3 separate regions of the Mus musculus genome follow, and regions 1 and 2 are each linked to region 3. The links are chromatin contacts, called in public Hi-C maps. All regions are on one chromosome and are shown on one strand. Each heading gives the region's core, a stretch centred on a gene start, on an enhancer-like site or on the middle of the called end of the contact. The rest is flanking DNA. Distances are from core to core; before and after follow the strand shown.

Region 1 (4,281 bases), core at 103-2,602, 220 kb before region 3:
TGTAGTGCTATGTGTTCGAACCCCTGGAGAAATAACACTCTCCCTGCCCTGGCTAGACCACCAGAGGTCCTGGTCCTAGCCTGGGTAAAAACTCAGTTTTGACTTTCTGGAAGTATGACTCGGGGAGTGTTTAGGGACTCCGAGGGTTGAAAAGAGATGTGTCAAAGTGTGCCCTGGGAAATGACACCACGTCAGCTGTTCACTTGGACTTTCCGATCTAGGTAGCCAGCGATGGAGACAATGCTCGGTGGCATGTGCTTAGTTTGAGGTTAGGTGTCTAAAGCTCCTACTATGTGCTGGGTCTGGCCTGTCCCACGGCAATGCATTTTTCTTGTTTTGCTTTGAGATAGTGTTGACTGGCTACATCTCTTGATTTTTCTGCCTTAGCTTCCCAAATTCTAGGATTATAGGTATGCACCAGCATATTCAACTAGTATGGTTTTTGTTTTTCTTTGATTTATTCCTATTTTTATGTGTGTGTGTGTGTGTATACAAATACCTGAACAGGCCAGAAGAGGTTTCAGATCTCCTGGAACTGGAGCTAGAAGTGGTTTTGAGTTGCCTGACATGGGTGCTCAGAACCCAACTTACATCCTCTGGAAGAACAGTAAGCATTAAGCATTGCTGCGTGTCTTCAGCCCCATTGCTTTAACAGGAGGTATCCTAAGTGCCGACCTACCCACTTATGGAGTAAGTGGGGCCACAGACCCATTTAACTGAGTGTCACTCAGTCATGAGCTGGTCAGACTGGCCGTGATTCAGAATCAGCTTAGAGAGCAAATTCTTCCTGACATTTCCATTGTGTTATTGAAAAAAATTAGCAACTCCCCCAAATCCACAAGATAGAATTCATTTTAGATTTTAATATTATTTTAATAATTTTTTTCTCCAGATAGTGCTTATCATTGCAAGTACTTTAGTGAACTATTTCTTTTTGGCTTCAATAGGAAACCCATCAGGATAGTGACTGTAATAATAAAATTCTGTGCCAGATGAATCTCTCCACTGTTCTTCTAGTTAACATATAAAGAAACAAAGTCGAACACCAGTCTAGAACCTGCTTCTGAGATTTGTGTGTGATGGTGTGTGGTGTTGTGTGGTTAATAGTTGGGTCTCATATGTGCACGGGGCCAGCTGTCAAAGATGACACTGTGGGGGATCTGCTATGATTGGTGGCCTTGAGCATAGGGGTGTATGTCCATACAATAAGCTCACCGGAATGTGCATGGGGCCATAGCAGCAGCAGCAGCAAAATTGAGTATAAATTCTTGGTTGCTTTCACTCTGAACTCCACCCTTGACTCAAATTATCTTTATCAGATAACGGGTGAGTGAATCATAGTGAGTGATCTCCTCACTATGATGATCTCCCACAAGGGCGAGTGAATCATAGTGAGTGATCTCCTTGGCACGCCTTCCTAACATTCCTGTTGGAGTCATTTGGTTTCAGCCATGGCAATTTTCTCTGCTTCCTTTAAGAAAAAATCTTCTTGATTGAGCTAATGCTTATGATATATAGCAGTTAATATGGGATTTAGAAAAATAGAAGCAAAGCCCACAGACTGATGTAATAAGAGCAGGTGATGAGTTTATATTCCACATGGAATCTCTTGATATATCTACTTAATAACTTTTTAAAAAACATACATGAAATATCCCTAGAGTTTCTTTGTTAAGAGAGTAAAAGGGATGGAATTACCTCAAACACTTTATATAATTTTCTAAAAAGTCTATGCAGTCGCAACTGGTGAACTCAAAGATAATCCCATGTAAATAAAACACGGCCTTCCTTCTTAAATATTTCTAAGAGTGCGTATTGGATCTTAAATGAGAGCACATTCTTAAAAGTGAGTATGGAATGATATTCATATAAGGTGTTAGCATTTCTGCAGTATCCTCTATCCCATTCTAAACCTTAAAAGAGCTCTCTGCCTTCCCTCCTCCTCTCCCCCGCCCTCTCATGTACAGGCATGAAACTTCAGGTTCTTCTGTTTTCGCTTCCCAAGGCGCTGGACAGGAGCCATCACATCTAGTTTTAGAAGAATTTAGTAAAACACCAAAGGCTAAGAGGAATCAGATTCTCTGACTTCTTTTCAAATTAAGCAGATGTGTGTGTGTTGTGTGTGTGTGTGTGTGGACATGCGCACACACCCCTGTTATGTATGGGTTTGTAGGTGGTGGGAGTGGCTGTGAAGGTCACTACTGTCAGCTTGACTAGGTTTAAGATCACCTAGAAGACCACTTCTGGTCATGTCTGAGATGGTTCTTCCAAAAAGGTTTAACTGAGGAGGGAGGCCCACTCTGGCTGTGGGCAGCACCTTCCCCCTGGGCTGGAGTTCTGAACTGGATAAAAGAAGAAGAAAAACAAAACCTAATTGAACCCATATTTTTTATTATGAAGTTAGTTATGATGCCTTATATGAAATTTATTATTATTAAATATATATAATTATACACAATTCCTTTTCCAACAAAGACCATTAGTTATAGAAGTGGACATGGATTTGATTTCTGTTTGGGGAGCAAAAGAAAAGCCAAGGATACTTGAACATGTTTCTCAAAATTCTTGGCGCCTTCTCGACTTCATGGGCAGAGAGAAAGTTTCATAGAGGAGAGTTAGATGAGGAGAGAGAGAAAGGGGAAGCCAGTTTATTCACCCTTCCAGCTGGACAGGTACAACTACTGTAAACTGATGATGGAAAACCACTGCTTCACCAAGTTGCCAGTACCCTCCATTCATAAATGCTGTGCTGCTCTGGGCCCCCTCGGAGCCTGCCATCTCTCCACTCTGGAGCCGGTGCTTATCCTAATGTTTCTAGCTCTTCACGGAAGCTCACAGTGGGTTTTGACGGCAATCCCATGTCTAGAATTACAGGCACGTGTTGCTAGCCTCAGACGAGCCCCTCCCTCAGCCCCACAGCACAGAGGCTGTCCTTGTATGCACTCACACTAGGAAGGATCTCTCTCATCCTCCTGTAAACCTGCACCAATCCTCTCTCTCCACTCTTGAGCGAATGAACTTGCTATTAGCACTAAGGGGATGGTATCTGTATTAAAATACCGAAATCTGTATTTAATACCGAAATCTGTATTAAAAGCAATGGGCTTAATTATGGCATTTCAGTATATACGTGGTATTAGGGTTTTCCTTTCTCATCTACTTTTTCACAGCTTATATTATGACCAATCCTCCCTGTGATGGTTTGTATATGTTTGGCCCAGGGAGAGGCACTATTAGAAGCTGTGGCCTTGTTGGAGTAGGTGTGTCACTGTAGGCATGGGGTTTAATACACAAGTCCTAGCTGTCTGGAAGCCAGAATTCTGCTAGCAGCCTTCAGATGAAGATGTAGAACTATCAGCTTCTCCTGAACCATGCCTGCCTAAATGCTTCCATGTTCCTACCTTGAGGATAATGGACTGAACCTCTGAACCTGTAAGCCAGTCCCAATTAAATGTTGTCTTTATAAGAGTTGCCTTGGTCATGGTGTCTGTTCACAGCAGTAGAACCCTAACTAAGACTCCCCAATGCAAACATGGCCTTCTATCCATTCTGTTTTTCCTCTAGCTGCCGTTAACCTCACCCTTTTCTCTTTCCCAACTAGTTTTCCTTAGCACGTATACTTGACTCATGCCTTAGTCAGGGTTTCTATTGCTGCAATGAAACACCATGACCAAGAAGAAAGTTGGGGAAGGAAAGGGTTTATCCAGCTTATACTTGCATGTTGCTGTTCATCTAAAGATGCATCTCATGTGACTGAGGTTTTTTTTTTTTAATCTAAATATATGTTTTAACACTTTTTGATGAAGCCATTTCAAGAGTCCAGCTGCAGGGCTATTCCCTCAGCTCATGTATCTGCATTGGCTAAGCTCCTTTGGCACACACTTTTCTTTCTCAGGTCTGTCATGTCCCTAGCTGTAGGGCTTCAATTTCCATTATTGTCAGTCTATAGGCCAAGAGTACAGGCAGGATTAGCTCCTGGTGGGAGTGCCTATTGTTTTATGGGAGAATTGTCTCTGAAGACTCTTCCCTTTTGGGCCACTGGCTCTTCTTTTGGATAGAGGAATTTGGGGACATGTAGAACTAACACTCAAAGGAGCATTCACCTAGATGGGCACATCTCAGGTTCCAGGGCTCTGGGTTTTCCCAAGCTCAGCCCTTACCTCAGCAAACAGAATTCCTTTGGCAAGATTTTCCATATCTCTGAAATTCACCTGCCTCTACTGTCAGCTCTTGATATTGTTCCTATTCTCACTGAAGGAAGTAGGGCCTTCTTGCATGTTT
Region 2 (4,022 bases), core at 63-2,562, 140 kb before region 3:
ATGATTTTTTTAACTTTTAGTAATATATTTTAAAACCTTGTTTTCTTGTGATGCTAAACTCTTACTTATTAAACATGGTTGTGTGTGTGTGTTTTAAAGGGATTGGGAGGGGAATATATATATATATATTCAGGCTCAGCTCGTTTTGTTTTAATTCCTAACTTTATTTTTTTAAAGGTTCTACATCAAGACTTTTACAAATGACAGCTCAATGTCACAGGAGGAAAAATATAATCACGGCTCACTCTGTACTCCAATCCCTACACTGATTCCCACCAGCCCTCAGCAAGGACAACAGAGAGGGAATTTTGAAGATCCCGCATCATGTTACCCTCTGGATTCAGTTGCTGTGAACAAAGCTGATTGTGGTAGGAATCCTGGCTAAACAGAAGCTCTGAGTGACTTCGATTTCCCCGTACCTAGCTTCCATGGCTAGGCCCTTTTGTTACCTAGAAATGACTAAAGCATTTCAATGGGGATTGCTATTCTTAAGCAGACCACTGGGAAAGAAGCAGGGCCTCAAGGAAGAGAACGACGTTTCCCAAGTGGATCAATCACAAAGTGCACGATATCTTGAGAAGAAGGGGTACAGCATAAGCTACATCATGCTTTGGGGGCAGGATTTTAAAGAATCAGATGTGAAAGGGCCTCTCAAATATATATATATGAGAATTCATATACACACACACACACAAACACACACACGTCAAGAGAGAAACAGACTATCCAACTCATAAAAATGGGTAGTCAAATTTAAATTAAATATAATAGAAGATTGGTGATACACACACACATATAATTCATATATATATGTAGATGTATATATATATATATATATGTATGTATATATATATATATATGTAGATGTATATATATGAATTCAGGTCCTGAGAGAAGTATAATAACTAAATATAGGACAAAGGAGAGCCATTTCACATACTCTTTCAGTAGAAATACAGCAAAAAGAAAAAAAGAAAAAAAAAGGAAGCAAAGGAAAAATGTTTCAGAGGAACTTGGGGCTTGCAAAGTGGGTCAAGTGTAAAGAATATTAATTCTAATATGCAAGGCAAGCAGTCAAGGGTGAAGGACTGGAGACTGTTAATCCATCCTTTCTAGGCCAGACTGAGCACCACCCAAATCATGCCAGGAAAGGTTTAACTTGGGGCCATGAACTTAGAGGGAAATTGAGTAACGCCTATAAATTCTATTTACTCCCCTTTCCAGATCGTTAAAGACATTAAACTAGACCCAAGCCAACACAGACCCTTGCACAGCCCACGACACACGGCCCTAGAGTCAATCATGCTGCGATGAATCACTGGCCCGTTGCTCATAATCACCCAAGCATCCTAAATATGACTATAAATAGATTCTTACACAAGCCTGGTTTTTATTAATGTTGCAAACAGGATTGGGAGGTCCCAGACAGAGATCCATTTTCTCCTGTACTCATTCATTGCAAAGCATCTCCCTTCTTGGGAGTATCCCTGATAGGATGTGCCCTCTCTCTGCAGATGAATGTTATGCGGTGGGCATACCTCCGCCTTGCTCCAGACATTTATAACTTTGCTTTTTCAATAGCTGCACTGTATCCTTTTCATCTGTTGACCTAAGAACAAGCAGATTATGGTATCCCCACTCACAATTTGTAAAAGAAAAGCATGTGGTTTGTTCTTCGCTTACTTCTTTGCTCCTGGCTTCGCTTTCAGCAGGACCCCTAGTTTCCACCCAGGGCCACTGGGTAAGTTTCTTTAACACCATTTAAGACCTTCCAGACTTTGCTGTATACAATATATATCCATTCTATACTACAAATTGAAATTTTCTTATCCTAAATTTTACAATTTTTTTCTTTTCTATAGACCTTATTTACATCATAGATCTGAAAGGTATTTTGGATCCCTTTAAAGTCACATATCTCTGATTTTACGACTTATATCTTTCCAGGACTATGTTATTTTCAGCTCTTTATTTCTCCATCACTTAGTAATAAAACACAGTGTGTGCACAGTGGAGGATCAAGCCGTTCTCTAAGATGTTTTCTTCTGATGATACAAAACAGGGAAACAAGCTTCATTAAATGAATCACAAAATGGTGCAACGGTACAGTGTGTGATTAGCATCCAAACAAAAACCGACATGGTCCTAAGGGAAAAGTGCTAGCGTGTGATATGAAACCTGAACTCAGGGAGTTCACTCTCAGGTCTGCAGCGCTCAGGTGGCACTGTGAACTCAGGATACTTTCCCAGGCCTCGCCTCTAAATTCATGCTTTTGGTTTTTGTTCTTATTAATTATTTATGCTCCTTATATCCTAATTGCATCTTCCCTTCCCTCCCCTCCTCCCAGTCCCTCTCTCCTGCCTCCTCCCCTTCTCCAGGGGAGCCCTCCCATGGATATCAACCAGCCTTGGCACACCAAGTTGCAATAAGACTAGGCACATCTTTTGTTGAGAGTAAACAAGGCAGCCCAGTTAGGAGAAAGGGATCCAAAGGCAGGCAGTGTAATCAGAGACAGCCCCTGCTACTTGCTCAACTATGTTCATAGCAGCTTTATTCATAATAGCCAGAAACTGGAAACAACTTGGATGTCCCTTGACTGAAGAATGGATAAAGAAAATGTGATACATTTATACAATAGAGTATTACTTGGCCATTAAAAATGACTTCATGAAACTTGCAGGCAAATAGATCAAACTAGAAGACATCATCCTGAGTGAGGTAACCTAGACCCAGAAAGATAAACATGGCATGTATTCATTAGTAGATATTAACCATTAGAATAACCATGCTACAAACCACGGACCCAAAGAAACTAAGTAACAAGGAGAGCCCAAAGGGCACCTGAATTTCACTGAAAAGGGGAAATAGGTTAGACATTGGGAATAGGTGGAATGAGGGAAGGGACTGGGTGGGAGGGGTGGGAGTAGGGTTTGGGAAAGGAGGGATAAGGTAGGGGAAAGCGGGGAGCAAGAAAGTTCAGGGAGAGACAACTGGATTGGTGGGGAGGGGCAAATCTCTGGGATGAGATAGAAACATAAGACAATGGAAAATTCCAGGAATCTATGAGGGTGACCCTAGCTAAACTCATAGCAATGAATGATACAGAGCCTGAACTGGCCATCTCCTGTAACCAGGCAAGACTTCCAGTGGAGGGATTGGGATACTAAACCAGCCACAAAAACTTAGGCCCATAGTTTGTCCTGCCTACAAGATGTGAAGGGGTAAAAGATGGAGCAGAATTTGAAGGAAGGGCCAACCAATGGCTGGCCCAGCTTGAGACCCATGACATGAGAGAAAGCCCATCCCTAACACTATTAATGATACTCCGCCATGCTTGTACACAGGACCCTAGCTTAACTGTCATTTGAGAGGCTTCACCCAACAACTGATGGAAACTGATGCAGAGACCCTCAGCCAAACATTAAGCAGGCTTAGGGAAGCGTGTGGAAGAGGTGGGGGAAGGATTGAAGGAGCCAGAAGGGTCAAGGACACCCCCACAAGAAATCTTATGAATCAACTAACCTGGGCCCACAGGGGCTCATAGAGACTGAACTGCCAACTAGAGAGTATGCATGGGTTGGACCTAGGCCCTCTGCACTTATGTAAGAGTTATGCATCTGGGTCTTCATGTGTGTTCTCTAAGATACTAATGAAGAAGGGTGCTCCATTCCCACTCCATCATTTCCTACTCCAAGAGTCACAGATTTAAAGTCGAGGTTCAGTACTCATGTCAGTGACTACTATGAGCTTGGATTTCTACCACTGAATACACAACACTTGGTGCTCTCTGTGCAGAAGATGAGGATTTTGCTCTTGTCTCCACATGTTCCTGCCACACATGCATTCGTTTTTCATCTTCCTCCTCCAATGTGGTTGCTTCATAATTGTTACTAAGAGACTCTGAGGGTTTCTTTGCTTATAATCTTGTACAGTACTGTCTGTAGTTAACTGTGCCTCTCCCCCAGCCTTGAGTAGGCTAAATAGACCTTAAGTATTTGCCACAGTTGGACCTTAGCAACCCA
Region 3 (3,805 bases), core at 1,076-3,575:
TGTGCATGCAGGATGCAGTCCACTCACAAGGCGAGGACCGGCTGGTAGCAGTACCAGGAACTGAACTGCAGCTGAGATGCAGCCTGAGTGAGTGGATCTCAAGTCTTCATTTACTCTCACCTTGCACTCTCCAGCCTGCAGCTTCTATGCCTGAGAGCTGTTTGCAGGACGAAGTATCATCCGGGATTACTAATGCAGATACTCTTCTGACATCCGTGACAAGCTCTTTCAGTGACTTACAGAAGTTCTCAATAAAATTACCTTCATTTAAGAATTAATTTCAATGATCTCTTATGGGATAATTTGATGCTGATCCCACTTTTAATTATGTAAGTGCTAGAGATATCAGGCTGCTATAATTTATATGATCACTGGTAAATTTAGGGAGAACTTTTTATTAAGTTTTTTTTATGGTTGGGGGGTTTTCCTCACACCTCATAGCCTCTTGTTTTAATTATTATCACACACACACACACACACACACACCTCCGAGTCTAGTGTATATTTATATGTTTAGGAATAACAGGACTAGATAATCTATCAGGGACCTCATTCTTAGTCAAGAACAATTCCTCTCTTCTCAGCAGCCTTTGCCATGGCTCTATCTGTGGGAGGGACTTGTGGAATTTCTTGGGGGTGTTTTTGTTTTGTTTTTGAAGATTTATTTTATGTATGTGAGTACACTATAGCTGTCTTCAGACACACCAGAAGAGGGCATCTGATCCATTACAGATGGTTGTGAGCCACCATGTGGTTGCTGGGAATTGAACTCAGGACCTCTGGAAGAGCAGACTGTGCTCTTAACCCTTGGGGGGGTGGTTTTTAAAATCAAATATATGCTTAGGAAATAATAAATAAAAAAGGAAGGAAGAAAGGAAAAGAAAAAGGGAAAAGGAAAGAAAAAAAGAAAAGTAAGAAATGAAAAGAACAAAATAAAAATTAAAAAAAACGTAGAAAATGATGCCAGTACTGACAATTACTACTATCTCTCAACAGAGTTTGAGCTTCTGTGTTCTATTTGCTACATGCTATATCAAAACGGATGAAATGGACATATAAATTGACTGAAGTTTGCTCTGTTCTTTCATTCAATCAACAAACTCATTATTGAGCACCTAGTATGTGGCATATGTTGGGCATTTTTATAGATTAAGGAAGACAGAAAAAAAAAGCCCCATCTTTTCATGGAATTTATATTGTGTTTGGTTAAGACACACGAGAACGCATCAGATATTTTCTTTATTTTAATATGGGGGGAATAAAGACACAATGAAGAGAAGGGGGTAGTGATCAGGGAAGAACTCTCTGAAAAATGATAGCTGAAAGACTTGAATGGGTAAGCGAGCCACACAACCCTAGAGGTGCTGGGAAGCGAAGATCCTGACACAGAAAAGACATAATTGCATTCAAGGAAGAAAGAGCAGCGTTACAACAAAGTGACAGAAGATGCTGAGAGGGGCGGGAAGGGCAGATGGTTCAGAGGCATCGAAGGCCTCTGGTTTACTCCAGGTGTGAGGAGAAGCGGGATGTTGGGACCAGAGAATGCCATGATAAGCAGAGCGCCGAGGACTGGCTCCGCAGCAGTGGTTCTCAACCTGTGGGTCCCGGCTCCTCACAAGGGTCGAACATTGGATATTTACATTATGATTCATCACGTCAACAAAATCACAGTTAGGAAGTAGCAACGAAATAATGTTATGGTTGGGGGTCGCCACACCATGACGATTGCAGTTAATAAGGGTTGAGTGTTAGCGTCTGCGTGATTGCAATCTTGACTCTTCACTGCCCAAGGTTTAAAATATGAAAAATAAAAATCATTTCTGTGCAAGTGGTATGTGAAGAACAAAACACACACACACACACACACAAATCAGCTTTCTAACCAGAGTGTTACAAACTTAACTCAAAATAAAATACCTGTTTCAGGAGGGTGGGGTAAAAGATTGTGGGAGGAGGTGACCAGAAGAAGGGCAACGGGCAGTATGTAAAGTGAATAAGTAAAATAAGATATATACATATATATATGCATATATCAATAAATTTTGTTATATAAAAACAGGGTATATATATTGCTTTATATATATAAAATAATTAAACCCTCTTTCTATTATGGTTGTTGGGGAACTGCCTATGCAAGCTGTCAACTCACAAAGGTTCTTTGTGGATGGTACATTAGAGTATAACAGCTCAGAATATTCTGGAACATGTCTCCCACCTTTCCTCCTGTCTCCTCCTGTTGACAGCCTGACTCCTGGGTGCTGTTAGAAAGCAAAGCAGAGCTGAGCCACAAGCACCCAGCATCTCTTCCACAGGAAAATGCTGCCATCTGGAGGCTTCTAGAATAAACAGATAAAATTCAGTAATTAAACAAAGTGGAACCAGGGCCCCAGACCCACATCTGTTCATTTCTATATACAACATCTTTTCTCTGGAGAAAAATTATACAGTCATTAACTTAAAAGAAATGAGAAGGCATCCGACCACTTTCATCTTTTTGCTTTGGCAGGCCTGCTGTATTAAACGGAACCCCGGGCAGTTGGTTTTACAAACCTTATTATTTTGTGATCTGCCCATTCATTACCAGTGTAAAGTGGATGTCACTTTTCCACTACTGCTGTGCCATGTCTCAGTCCCCTTTGCGATGGCAAATCTCCATTTCCTCCATGAAAACTGACCAATTCAATTTCTTTGTTCAATTTTGATTAATTATATTTTTCTAAGTAAATCAATTCTTTCATCATTTCAAATATATTTTCATAGTTATATGTAATATTCTATAAAATTTTACTCTTTTATTTGCCTATAGCTATGTATACTTTTTAATCTTTCATGCCATCTTCTTACTTCCCTTTTGTGTAGAATTTGCTGTTTGATGCTGCGCAGTTAGGATTGAATTCAGCGTGCCTCACACCACTGGGATACACATCCAGTTCTATCATGGGGTTTTGAATGGCAGAAGGACGGATATAGAGTGCACGCTACTCTGGGAGACAACATTGTCAGCTTTTGTATTGACAGACACAAGACTTGGGTGTACTCTTTAGAGGTCAACTTTAACATCTCAAATTAGCAGTGACATAAAGACAGGATCGCTGAAATGTCAATGATTAAAAATCTTTTGTAAAGAGCTATGTTTTTTGAGGCAGCTGAACAAAATCGAAGAGCAAATTACAGATGCCAAATTGGGAAAAAAATATATTTTGTACAGTTTAGAGAAAGTATAATATAAAATGGACATCGAATTAAAATAATGATCAAATTGGCTACAATAGAAAGAAAAACTATGAAACAAAGGTACCATAGCCAGGAAAGATATTTCCTAGAAATATGATAATCATAGACTAATTCCCTTAATATATGTGCTAGTTAGACTGCTTCAACTTGACAGAAATTAAAGCCACCCAGGAATCAGATTGGCTTGTAGACTTCTTCCTTGGTTGTCGATGGGTGTGGGAGGTGCCCAGCAGACTACAGTCAGTACCATCCTGGAGTAGCTGGTCTTGAATAAGAACATAAGATGAGCAAGCCATGGAGAACAGGCCAGTTAGCTGTGGTCCTCCATCCTCCACAGCGTCTGTAAGTCTCTGCCTCCAGGTGCCTGCCGAGTCCCTGTTGACGTTCCTTGGTGGTGGACTGTAACTATAAGCCCAATAAACCCTTCCCCTCCCCAAGATGTTTTGATCAGTGTTTTATCACAGCAAAAGAACATGAACTAGGACCCACCTGAAACATTTACTCTGTGAAAGATTGTGTTATGATTATAGGACGGAGAAGAATACATGAACCTCACACGGGGACAAGCACT

What was found. A called contact is a pair of places that touch in the nucleus more often than the background predicts.
Region 1: a Hi-C map of embryonic fibroblasts shows a contact between it and region 3, with 5 times the contacts expected there. The contact joins two enhancer-like sites. A contact is called at or near these places in 1 of 15 datasets of contacts at CTCF or cohesin (the NIH/3T3 cell line), 42 of 484 Hi-C or Micro-C datasets (8-cell embryo, the AML12 cell line, the C2C12 cell line and 20 more), 4 of 115 datasets of contacts at active chromatin or transcription factors (the NIH/3T3 cell line, embryonic fibroblasts, embryonic stem cells and 1 more) and 1 of 9 other capture datasets (embryonic stem cells).
Region 2: a contact with region 3 is called in a Hi-C map of embryonic fibroblasts, with 2.5 times the contacts expected there. The contact joins two enhancer-like sites. A contact is called at or near these places in 1 of 15 datasets of contacts at CTCF or cohesin (the NIH/3T3 cell line), 20 of 484 Hi-C or Micro-C datasets (the G1E-ER4 cell line, the STO cell line, Sertoli cells and 11 more) and 3 of 115 datasets of contacts at active chromatin or transcription factors (differentiating embryonic stem cells, embryonic fibroblasts and fibro-adipogenic progenitors).

What each region holds. Positions count from the first base shown.
Region 1 is chr17:63,796,277-63,800,557 of GRCm38.p6, reverse strand. No RefSeq gene overlaps it. Among named protein-coding and RNA genes, the nearest start is that of Fer, 66 kb to the left of the region's middle. Within about 2 kb of position 1,352, at least 50 of the 459 cell types and tissues checked have an H3K27ac peak or open chromatin away from gene starts, as enhancers often do. A contact at or near this core is called in the C3H10T1/2 cell line and embryonic fibroblasts, where this site is marked.
Region 2 is chr17:63,710,356-63,714,377 of GRCm38.p6, reverse strand. No RefSeq gene overlaps it. Among named protein-coding and RNA genes, the nearest start is that of Fer, 150 kb to the left of the region's middle. Within about 2 kb of position 1,312, at least 45 of the 459 cell types and tissues checked have an H3K27ac peak or open chromatin away from gene starts, as enhancers often do. A contact at or near this core is called in embryonic fibroblasts, where this site is marked.
Region 3 is chr17:63,574,286-63,578,090 of GRCm38.p6, reverse strand. No RefSeq gene overlaps it. Among named protein-coding and RNA genes, the nearest start is that of Fbxl17, 76 kb to the right of the region's middle. Within about 2 kb of position 2,325, at least 5 of the 459 cell types and tissues checked have an H3K27ac peak or open chromatin away from gene starts, as enhancers often do. A contact at or near this core is called in the C3H10T1/2 cell line and embryonic fibroblasts, where this site is marked.